Regions from separate parts of the Mus musculus genome. Here all the other regions are linked to region 3. A link is a contact called in public HiChIP or PLAC-seq and promoter capture Hi-C data. All regions are on one chromosome and are shown on one strand. The core of a region is the stretch at or near the end of the contact, and the rest is flanking DNA. Distances in the headings are between cores, read along the strand shown. Region 1 has its middle 63 kb from the start of Ercc4. Region 2 holds the start of Ercc4 (excision repair cross-complementing rodent repair deficiency, complementation group 4). Region 3 holds the start of Cpped1 (calcineurin-like phosphoesterase domain containing 1).

Region 1 (2,937 bases), core at 94-2,593, 1.1 Mb before region 3:
GGAGTCAGACCCACCCCCAGCTTCATCCAAAGCAGCATCTATAATGTCCTGGTGAGAATTTTAACCTCAAACAAAAACACATATTAGAATTCCCCTTAGTTTCCTTTGGTCAGTAGTACCTGTAGTCACAGGAACAGAACAGGAAAGCATGAATGAGGCTGAGTGGTGCCAATAGGAAAATGTCAAGCTTCCAGAATCAACCAGGGACAGCCCTTACTGCCTTGAAAGGAGGAAAAACCTAGGGTCCAGCATATGACATCCACAAATGGCCTTGGGCCAAAGTTTCTGCCCCCTTCTACCCTCTCCTCCTTCCCCTCTTCCTTCTCTCTCCCCTTCCCCCTCCCCCTCCCCATTCTCTCTCTTCTCCTCTCCTCTTCCCCTTGCCCTTTTCTCTCCTTTTCTCTTCCCTCCTCTCTCTCCTCCTTCCCCTTCTTCTCCCTCTTTTCTCTCTCCTCCTCCTCTTCCCCTCCCCCTTCTCTCACCCCTCCTCTCCCTTTCCTTCCCCTTCTCTCTCCTCATCTCCCCTTCCCCTCCCCTTCCCTTTCCTCCCCATTCTCTTCCCTTCTCTCCCCTTTTTCTCTCCCCTCCTCCCCTTCCCTTCCCCCTTTCTCTCCCTTCCCTCTCTTCCCCTCCCTTTTCTCTCTCCCCTCCTCTCCCATTCTCCTCCCTTTCTCTCTCCTCTCTTCTCCCATTTCCTCCCCTCCTCCCCTTTCCCTCTCCCTTCTCTCTTCCTTTTTCCCCCTTCCCCTTCTCTCTCCCCTGCCCCTCTCTCCCGTTCCCCTTTCCCTCCCTCTTCTCTCTCCATTCCTTCCCTTCCCCTCCCCCTTTCTTTCTCCTCTTTCCCTCCACCTCTCACTCACCCTCTTCTCCTTCCCTTTTCTTTATTTTTAGTTGTTTATGTTTTTGAGATAAGGTAGGTAGATTCGAGGATTAGTTCAAACTTCTGATCATTTTGCTTCCATCTCCCTAGTGCTGGAATGGTGCTGGGGTTGGAACTCAGGGCTTTGTGTATGCTGGGCGAACACTCTACCAACTGTACTAGAGCTACAGCCTTACACTTTATTTTTTATAAGCTGAAAATTACAGTAGCTTCAAAGTCCTCTTGTCTCTTCCCAGTCTTTCCTACATGACCCTGGAGACACTCTTTACATGACGCTGGGGAGAGCAGTCCAAGCCTCTGCCTGTGCAGTCCCAGATATAAATAATCTTTGAATAATATTCTTGGGTTCCTCTTGAAAGACCTCAGAAGTTCTACTGTTAGCTTTCTCATTAAGGATGCCTTTGGCTGCACGTAGCAAATAGTGGATTAAACATTACAGCTTGTTACAGGTGACCAGAAGTCCGGAGGTCAGCAGGCTAAAGGGGCACTCAGTTCTGCTGTAGCATGAGTCGTAAGTTGACAATGGCCACTCCTTGTTACGCTGACTGAAAAGACTGGCAGCAAACTTGTTTGGGCCAGCATTTTGCTTCTGTGTTTGCACCAGCAATGTGCTTCTCTGATGCTTGCTTTGCACAGAGGTTGACATGCTTTCTTTGTGGCCTGTGTGAGAAATTTACCTTCTTTGACCTCATCTTGGTTGAAGCCCTAGCTGGAGGCTCTGCATACACCGAAACTCAGCCCAGGCATCCTGAGGACAGATGTGTGTGGACTGCCTGCAGTCCCTGCCTGCCATTAGCAGCTGTGTGCTGGTTCCTCACCAGGCCTTTTCTTATTTACAGTGAGACCAAGAGTAGTCACAACCTTTTAGAGAGGGTAGAGTAGAGGGAGTGTTGACTTACTACATGACGATCACTTGGAGTAATGGCTTGCTGCTGTAACATTCCACACTGGCTGTTAGTAGGGATGCCCTCAGGGCCTGGCTTGTGACAGTTGCTGGGGAGTCCTTGTGCTCCTCAGCTGCATGGAGCTGAGTTTCTGGCAGGAAGGGTCATAAGAGTCAGAAAATAATATTTTGCTTAGAAAATTTCCATTTAAGAAAGATGGAAATGCCAAGGTCAAATCCTGAGTCTAACCCTTTGCTCAGAAAGGCTTCTCTCTTCCTGAAGTTTGCTTAAAACTGCTTGCTGAGTACCTACTCACACACAGGCAGCTTCTATCATCCCTGATGTGTGTGTGTGTGTGTGTGTGTGTGTGTGTGTGTGTGTGTGTGTGCGTGCCCGTGAGAGTCAGTAGGTAACCGCAGGGGCTTGTTGTTCTCTCATTCTTCAGTGTGGTTGCTGGGGATTGAACTCAGATTGTTAGATTTGGCAAGTACTTTTATCCACTGAGCCATCTTGATGGCACGTAGGAATCAGAGTTAATGATCCAGAAATACATTAGTGTCTACTCTGAGTATACAATTTTTTCTTTAAGGTTGCACAGGAAAAACAGATTTGTCAAAACAAAACAAAAACCAAAAGCAACAGCAGAAAACAAGACCTGGTGTCTGTTATGACCCTTGTATCTGTCATACACTCCTATAGTGGACACCCCAAGGTTGTCACTGCCGCTGCTCAGAGGGGACAGAAGCCCAAGCTCTTTTTCTCTCTGCAGCGGTGCTTTGGCTGTCACCTCTCAGTGATGAATATGTCCCTGTGGGCATTGAACTTATTCAGCAAGTCTACCTAGGCAAGATTACAAATGAGGAACAAAGGCAAGATGTACAAAACACTTGGGTAGAAGAAAACCTGCCTTTAGACTGATATCGGTGGCTTTGCCAGCTAGGCTCCAAAAGGACAGCAAATCCAGACACACTCAATTCCAAAATCTACATATACCACAAAACGAGGCCAGGGGCCATCAGGAAAGGGACAATGGAAGGTACTCCCAGAATCACGATTACAGACCATAAGATGCAAAGTTGACTCGACCCTAGCTAGGTGACGCCCTGGATTCATCCTATCTGTCCCCAGACAAAGAAAGCTGGAGGGAGGAGGGGCAGCTGAATAGATGATACT
Region 2 (3,047 bases), core at 294-2,793, 1.2 Mb before region 3:
AAAAAAAGTTTTCTACTACCTAGAAACTACTTCCAGCCAAAGTCGGGTTTTGAGACAAGGGATTCCTCTCTGCAGACAACACTTTAGACTGTTAGATCAGTATTGATACTTCCTAGAGAGATGCCAGAATGTCCATAGGTCCAATGGCCCATTAGTCTCTCAGTCTAATGCCACTTTTCTGGGCATCTTACATTGCACAAAGTACCATGCCAAGCACTGTAGATTCCTGGGGAATCCAACAGGGCCTCAGCCTTTAAAGGAGTTGTTAGTGACTCTTCTCAGCTGACATTTTCTTCCTGGCCACTACACCTAGGGGATCATCAGATTCATCATGCTAGGCTATGTCCACATCTCTCAACATCCGCAGCAAGGCATGTCTCATTCCACTGTCCTCAGGATCACCTGTTCTCTGTAACCCAGATTGATCGCTCCCTTAGCTTTAACTTCTGCACCCCCACCCCCATTTCCCTAATCCCTCTTCTTTTGTTAAGTCTCAAGGTCTCCTTTTCTACTAGAAAGTAATAACTCTCAGAGACCCTATCATCCTCGTCATTGTCCTTTTAGGGACCACACTCTGTCCTCCAAACACCCTTATATCCAACTTCAAACTCAAACACTATTCCTACCCAGATTCTGATACCGTCTCTCCTTTGCAGTGCAATTCAATCCACTACTCTACCTCAATGTGTAGCCTACTCGCCCCTCTCCTTTTCAGTGTTAAGGAGTGTGTGGGACCCGTATTCTCAGTGTCCTCAAACTGTGTCTGGGCCCTGTATTCAATGCTCTCCCATGTCAATAGAGGAACCCAAGACTTTCTTGGGATGCATTCTATACTTGGCAGTCATCCCGCAGTGTCAGAGTCCAGGATCTCCTTCCAGGACCCTCACTCAATGCCCTCCCTTGTCGTGGCAGCCACTTCAATTTCCCTGGGGTTCCCTTCCCTCCTTCGCAGCGACTTGGAACTGTGTAGGTGCCCCGCATCTCCCCCCTGGGATCTTAATTCATTCCCTTTCGTGCCCTGTTTAAGATCTGCATGGGCTCGGAGTCCCTGCAACCGTACAGCTCCGCGTTCCTACCGCGCCGATCTCGCATCGGATGTCCCCCAAACCCTTGGGTCTACCCATCCCGCAGTCGCACCTCCTCGGCCGGCTGCGTGTTGAGCACCAGCACCAGGCAGGCCGGGTGGCAGTGAAGCCGCAGGAAATGGTAGAGGAGCCGGTCGGTGCCGAGTCCGCGGGCACACACCACCAGCCCGTCGCTGTCGAGCAGTTCCAGCACCTGCTGCCTCTCGTACTCCAACAGCGGCGCCATACTCCGCCGTTCGCCCGACAGGCCTGGCTCCATGGGCGCCCTTCCGGGACCGCGGCCGCACGCTGACGGAAAGAGCCGAGTCCAGCCGAACGCTGGCCGAACGCAGGGAGAGACGCCAGGGCCGAAGGAGCGCAGAACAGATGTAACTGCAATGGCCGACTGAGAGAGGCCGGATGTAGCCGAAGGGAGCCGAGTTCAAGAGAGCCAACCGATTGTAGCCGAAAAGGAATCGAGGCGGGGACAAGTGTGGCCGGAATGTGCCCGAGCCCAGGGCAGGTCTACCCGAACTCAGCCGAGAGGCGCAGAAAGCGTTAGCGCGCGTGCGCGCGCGTGTGTTTAGGTTCCCCATCCTTTGGCTCTCTAGACCTAGGCATAAACTAACAAAATGCAAACAGAGAAGTCTAATCCGCGTAATCCTCCAATACCGACAGTTCAGAATGTTGCTGTCAGTATTCCAAGTGCATCCAGAATCGACATCGTTTTCCTAGTGTGAGGGTTTTGTCTCTACTTTTGCAAGTATTCCTCCCCCTCCCCGCCTTGAAAATTTTTAATAAGCACAATACCTTATGAGTTTCAGTCTCTTGTTTGCAAAGGTCTTGAACTCAGTAAGTTATTTTACAAAGCCTCCATCAGGTGCCAGTTGCAGCCGCGTTCCTTCCACTAGAGGGACATCTTGGGTCGTGTTTGTAACTACCTAAAAAAACCTCCAGGTAAGCAATCTAGGAGGCATTCTCTCTCAGAATTCTCCATTCCCCTTTATTTTCAGCCCATACGAAATACAAATGAAGGCAAAATAGGATTGTTCCATTACTCAGGAATAACCATGGTTAACAACATACTTTTGCGTGCCCCCTACCCTCTGCCGCTGCTCAGTTTGTGCGGCTGCTTGCCTGCTTAATTATATGAAATAATAAACAACCAAGATTCGAAACCAGATTTTTGGTTTCTCCAGGTGGGACAGGCTATCTCACTTGTTGAAGTAAATTCAAGGCCAGCCTGAGCTAGAGATGGAGACCTCCAGCACAAATATAAAGGGTGTTAGGATGTAACTTAGTGGTAGATCCTGAGTTCCGTCACAAATTTTCCCTAAATCTCTGTCCTTTATGTGGCTGGGTTTTCTGTAATGTGGAGGCATATACTTGTCTAGTTACTGGAGAACGTTTAGTTGGCTCCCACTCCTCCCACCAGCACGCAACATAGCATTTCACTAGCTTAGTTCATACAGAAGTTCACTCAAACCCTCAAGGTACGTTTCTCGAATGGACGATTAGTGGGAGAAAAAGGACACATTTATTTGAGTTTGCTCGACCTTCATTACATTGCCTTCCCGTTTACCAATCTCCCTTCACATCAGCCGCTGCAAGTGGATTTGTTTTCTCTCTCTCCTCTGCTTCTTCCAGCGTTTTCCTTCTGTCTAGTCACAGTTAAAAGAGCATCTAATAATTTCTGCATCTTCCTGAAGTGGACAGAGATGCCTGCAGACGCTTTCCGCGCAGCATGTCTGGGAGCCAGGAGATAATGCCTGCAGTTCAACAAGCCGGTTATATAATCAGGCAAGGCCACAGAGCTGGATGGTATGTTTCTTAGCGTTGGTTCAGGGTACAGTAAGTAGTTACTCAGCACACATTCAGAGGTGGGTGTGTGGGTGTGTGGGTGATTCCTCCCAGGTTGTGGCAGGCAGAATAATGCAACCCAAAGATTGAATTCCCAGAACCTATTATTTTTCATGGCAAAGG
Region 3 (2,995 bases), core at 407-2,906:
ACTGTCACAGGAAGTGTTTAGGAACAAGATTATCTCCAAGACACGCCTTCCAAAGACCTTTATTCTTTAACCTGGAATCACCTTCTAAAGTTCTCTGAACCTCCCAAACCACTGCCATTTGTTAAGTTTTAAACCCAGGACATGGGTGAGGTGCCAGTTTAGCACATCAAAGTGGACCTGGCCTCCAGGTTCTTCCAGCAGCCTCAGTTCCTACCTGATATAGGGTATGGCTGGCATATCCCACCCTTTACCCTGAACACTCCAGCCCAGAGGCTGGGCTGCCCTTCCCCCCCCCCCCAGGGGCTCTTCCCTATATAGTCCAGACATTTTGTTACCCAGCCTTTTTGTACCTTTGGCCTCCTGGCTGCTGCACCTGGTTCTTTTCTTCCCTCCTTCTCCTTACCCCTTCCCCTTGCCCAGTATTAGATTTTCACAGATGTCTCAGCTTTTGGCTACACTCTCCCACAGATAAGCTTTCTCCTCCACCACACCTAGGGGGAATTCATATCCTTTCCCTTCCTTTTTATTTCTTTTTCTTTCGTTCACAACTAGCTGGGGACAACTTCCAACATGAGCCTACGGGAGACATCTTATGTGCAAATTACAACATCATCTAACTTTCTCACCAACCCAATAACCCTAGGTATTGTTATTGTTCTCATTTGACAGGTAGGAAAACTGAGGTGCAGAGCAACTAATTTTTAAGATCATACCTAAAGTAAGTGGTAGTATTAGGATAAACCCAAGTAGCTGAGACACAAGCTCATTTGTATTTCTGTCCTAAATTGCTAGGACTTATATCTGACTCTAGTTCAAGGTCATGGGACATCATCCTAGCTCTGTTAACCATACGAACATTTCAGGCTTACACTTGTTGAGAAGAAAATTTAGCAACTTGGCAGATCCTAGGAATTCCCCTGTAGTGCTTAATAAATGTATCCTCTTTTTGGAGATCTGAATTTAACATTTTCCACCTCGAAATCTGGATTGCTACCAAGTGTGAGGGTTGTAGTCCAGTGTAACGGCTTTTGAGTTGGATAGATTTTGTCTTGCTCACCTGCAGCTCTTAGCTTTCAGGAGTTGTGTCTCTCTCTGAGTGTCAGTTTCCCCATCTGACAAGTGCAGTCAATGAGGTAACAAGCAAAACACAAAGTACTTCGGGCAATGCCTGTTACCCAGCAACAACAGTGACAGAATGACAGTGGCAATGTCCAGGCAGTCAAGATGCCTTAAAGACTCTTGAGATTATGGTGGGCAGTTTGGAAGGGTTGCAACATAAAACTTAGGACATCAAATTGAAATGGAATTTCAGATAAACAATATTTTAAAAATAACTGCTTAAGTATCTCCCAAATACTGCATGAGATATATTTAAGCTAAACGTGGGTTTTGTTGGGTTTTTTTGTTTGTTTGTTTTTGTTTTGTTTTTTCCTATTCTTGTTAACCTGAAATCCCAAATTATGAAGCGGCCCGATGCGTGTTACATAAGACAACTCCAGGCCTCAAAGCCTCAACCCCCAGTCTGTTCCAGTGAAAGTTGGATCCTGACCCCGGGAGGATCCCACTAGGGGTGGCAATCTCCGTGTTCTGCCCAGGCAGTACTAGCAGCACCCAGAGCGGCCCCGCCCCGCCCGGCCCTCCTGGAGGGCAGGTTCCAGAAGCTGTTCCAGGCGGGGCTGCCGGGTGGTGTGGAGTCGCTCCCTCCTCTCACAGAACGTGCCCAGGCAAGGCCAGTCGCTCGCCATGTCCGCTATGGAGGCGGCGGATGTTTTCCACAGAGCCCGGGGCAGGACCCTGGACGCGTTTTCCTCAGGTACTGCTTGGCTCTTCGCCTGGGAAGGGGGGCACTCCAGAGCTGCAGAACCTTCCGCGAGGGGAACCTTCCGGTCGCGGGCGCTCACTTCTATCCGGATCCCTTCGTGGGTTGCACACAGCACCGGGGACCGTTGTCGGAGTTGTTCCTCCCTCGCAGTGTTGGGTGCTTCGCTGGCCTTGACTTGACCTTGCAAACCACAAACTTAAAAAATAAAGCAAACAAACTAAACAGAAGCGGGGCGGAGGTGGCAGAGAAGTGAATGACTGCTTGGGCTCTGCTACGGGGCCTGTCTTCTCTCTTCCTTGGCAAGCTTCTGCGGGGCAGCTGACAAGCGCTGTGTGTGTCAGGGGCTGTCAATTGTAGTGAGAGTGTTTTTATATCCAGTTGCTTACTGTAACCGTAGAAAGGGAAGGCATTCTGGTCCAGGTAGCGTTCTTGGAAGTTGGGCTTAGATAATCTGACCCAGTCTTGCCTCAAAGGGAGCGTTGTTAACACATCAGACTATTTCTGTAACCTTGGGTGTGGAACACATGCTGGGTGTTAAGCAAATGATAGGCCCCAGCAACTCAGAGGATACCGGATTGGTTCCTGTTTCCCTGTGTTTCCTTTGGATCTTTGGGGTTGATTCTTCTCTGGCACTTGGCTTAGAATCACAGGAACGCTCGCCTTGTTATCCAGCCTCTAATTTGCCTGAACTGCTCTGAAAAAAGAATCAGGCCCGTTCCAAACCCGGAGGGCCTTGGCACCTGCTCTCCTCTGCTCACCTGGTGGGACTTGGAAGTCTGGCACCTTCTCAGCCTTCACATCCTATTTTCAGGTTCATTTCCTCAGACTTACCTCTGCCTAGCTAGCCAAAGAAGATCAATCCTACAGTTCTCTGCTAGGCCTTTGTTTCTTTTCCCCTCCTTGCAGTTCAAGGTTCTGCACAGGTGCGCACAGCCAAAAATCCACTGATGGTGGACTGGGGAAAGTCCAGTCTGCAGTGTTGCCATTTTCTACAGATTTTAATGTGTCTTAGGTTTTTGTTTGTTTGTTTTCCCAGCCTACATGTTTTTGAGATGCCTCCTATTCTAAGTAGTTCTCCTTCCTTCCTTCCTTCTGAACAGTATCCCATTGATTGCGCATTCGTGCTGTATGTTTTGTTAATGGATGTGCTGAGTTTTACCAACTTGGTGTCTT

What was found. Promoter capture Hi-C pulls out the DNA fragments that hold promoters and counts their contacts. HiChIP or PLAC-seq counts read pairs in DNA pulled down with a chosen protein or histone mark.
Region 1: a contact with region 3 is called in a FOXA1 HiChIP or PLAC-seq map of pancreatic cancer cells. The contact joins the enhancer-like site here to the promoter of Cpped1 in region 3. A contact is called at or near these places in 11 of 39 promoter capture datasets (the 3T3-L1 cell line, the HPC-7 cell line, HPC-7-derived erythroid cells and 5 more) and 7 of 115 datasets of contacts at active chromatin or transcription factors (astrocytes, cardiomyocytes, embryonic forebrain and 4 more).
Region 2: a promoter capture Hi-C map of hippocampal neurons shows a contact between it and region 3, with 11 times the contacts expected there. The contact joins the promoter of Ercc4 here to the promoter of Cpped1 in region 3. A contact is called at or near these places in 10 of 39 promoter capture datasets (the 3T3-L1 cell line, 3T3-L1-derived adipocytes, the C10 cell line and 6 more), 5 of 484 Hi-C or Micro-C datasets (CD8 T cells, adipose-derived mesenchymal stem cells, cerebral cortex and 2 more), 8 of 115 datasets of contacts at active chromatin or transcription factors (acute myeloid leukemia, astrocytes, differentiating embryonic stem cells and 5 more) and 2 of 9 other capture datasets (adipose tissue and liver).

The regions. Positions count from the first base shown.
Region 1 is chr16:13,045,382-13,048,318 of GRCm38.p6, reverse strand. No RefSeq gene overlaps it. Among named protein-coding and RNA genes, the nearest start is that of Ercc4, 63 kb to the left of the region's middle. Within about 2 kb of position 1,343, at least 13 of the 459 cell types and tissues checked have an H3K27ac peak or open chromatin away from gene starts, as enhancers often do. A contact at or near this core is called in pancreatic cancer cells, where this site is marked.
Region 2 is chr16:13,108,232-13,111,278 of GRCm38.p6, reverse strand. It overlaps Ercc4 (excision repair cross-complementing rodent repair deficiency, complementation group 4), which reads right to left and starts at 1,543. Exons shown (of 11, transcript NM_015769.2): 1 at 1,138-1,543. The coding sequence starts at 1,344.
Region 3 is chr16:11,908,084-11,911,078 of GRCm38.p6, reverse strand. Cpped1 (calcineurin-like phosphoesterase domain containing 1) reads left to right here and starts at 1,656. Exons shown (of 4, transcript NM_146067.3): 1 at 1,656-1,813. The coding sequence starts at 1,744. The region is part of intron 2 of Gm9961 (predicted gene 9961); the gene reads right to left.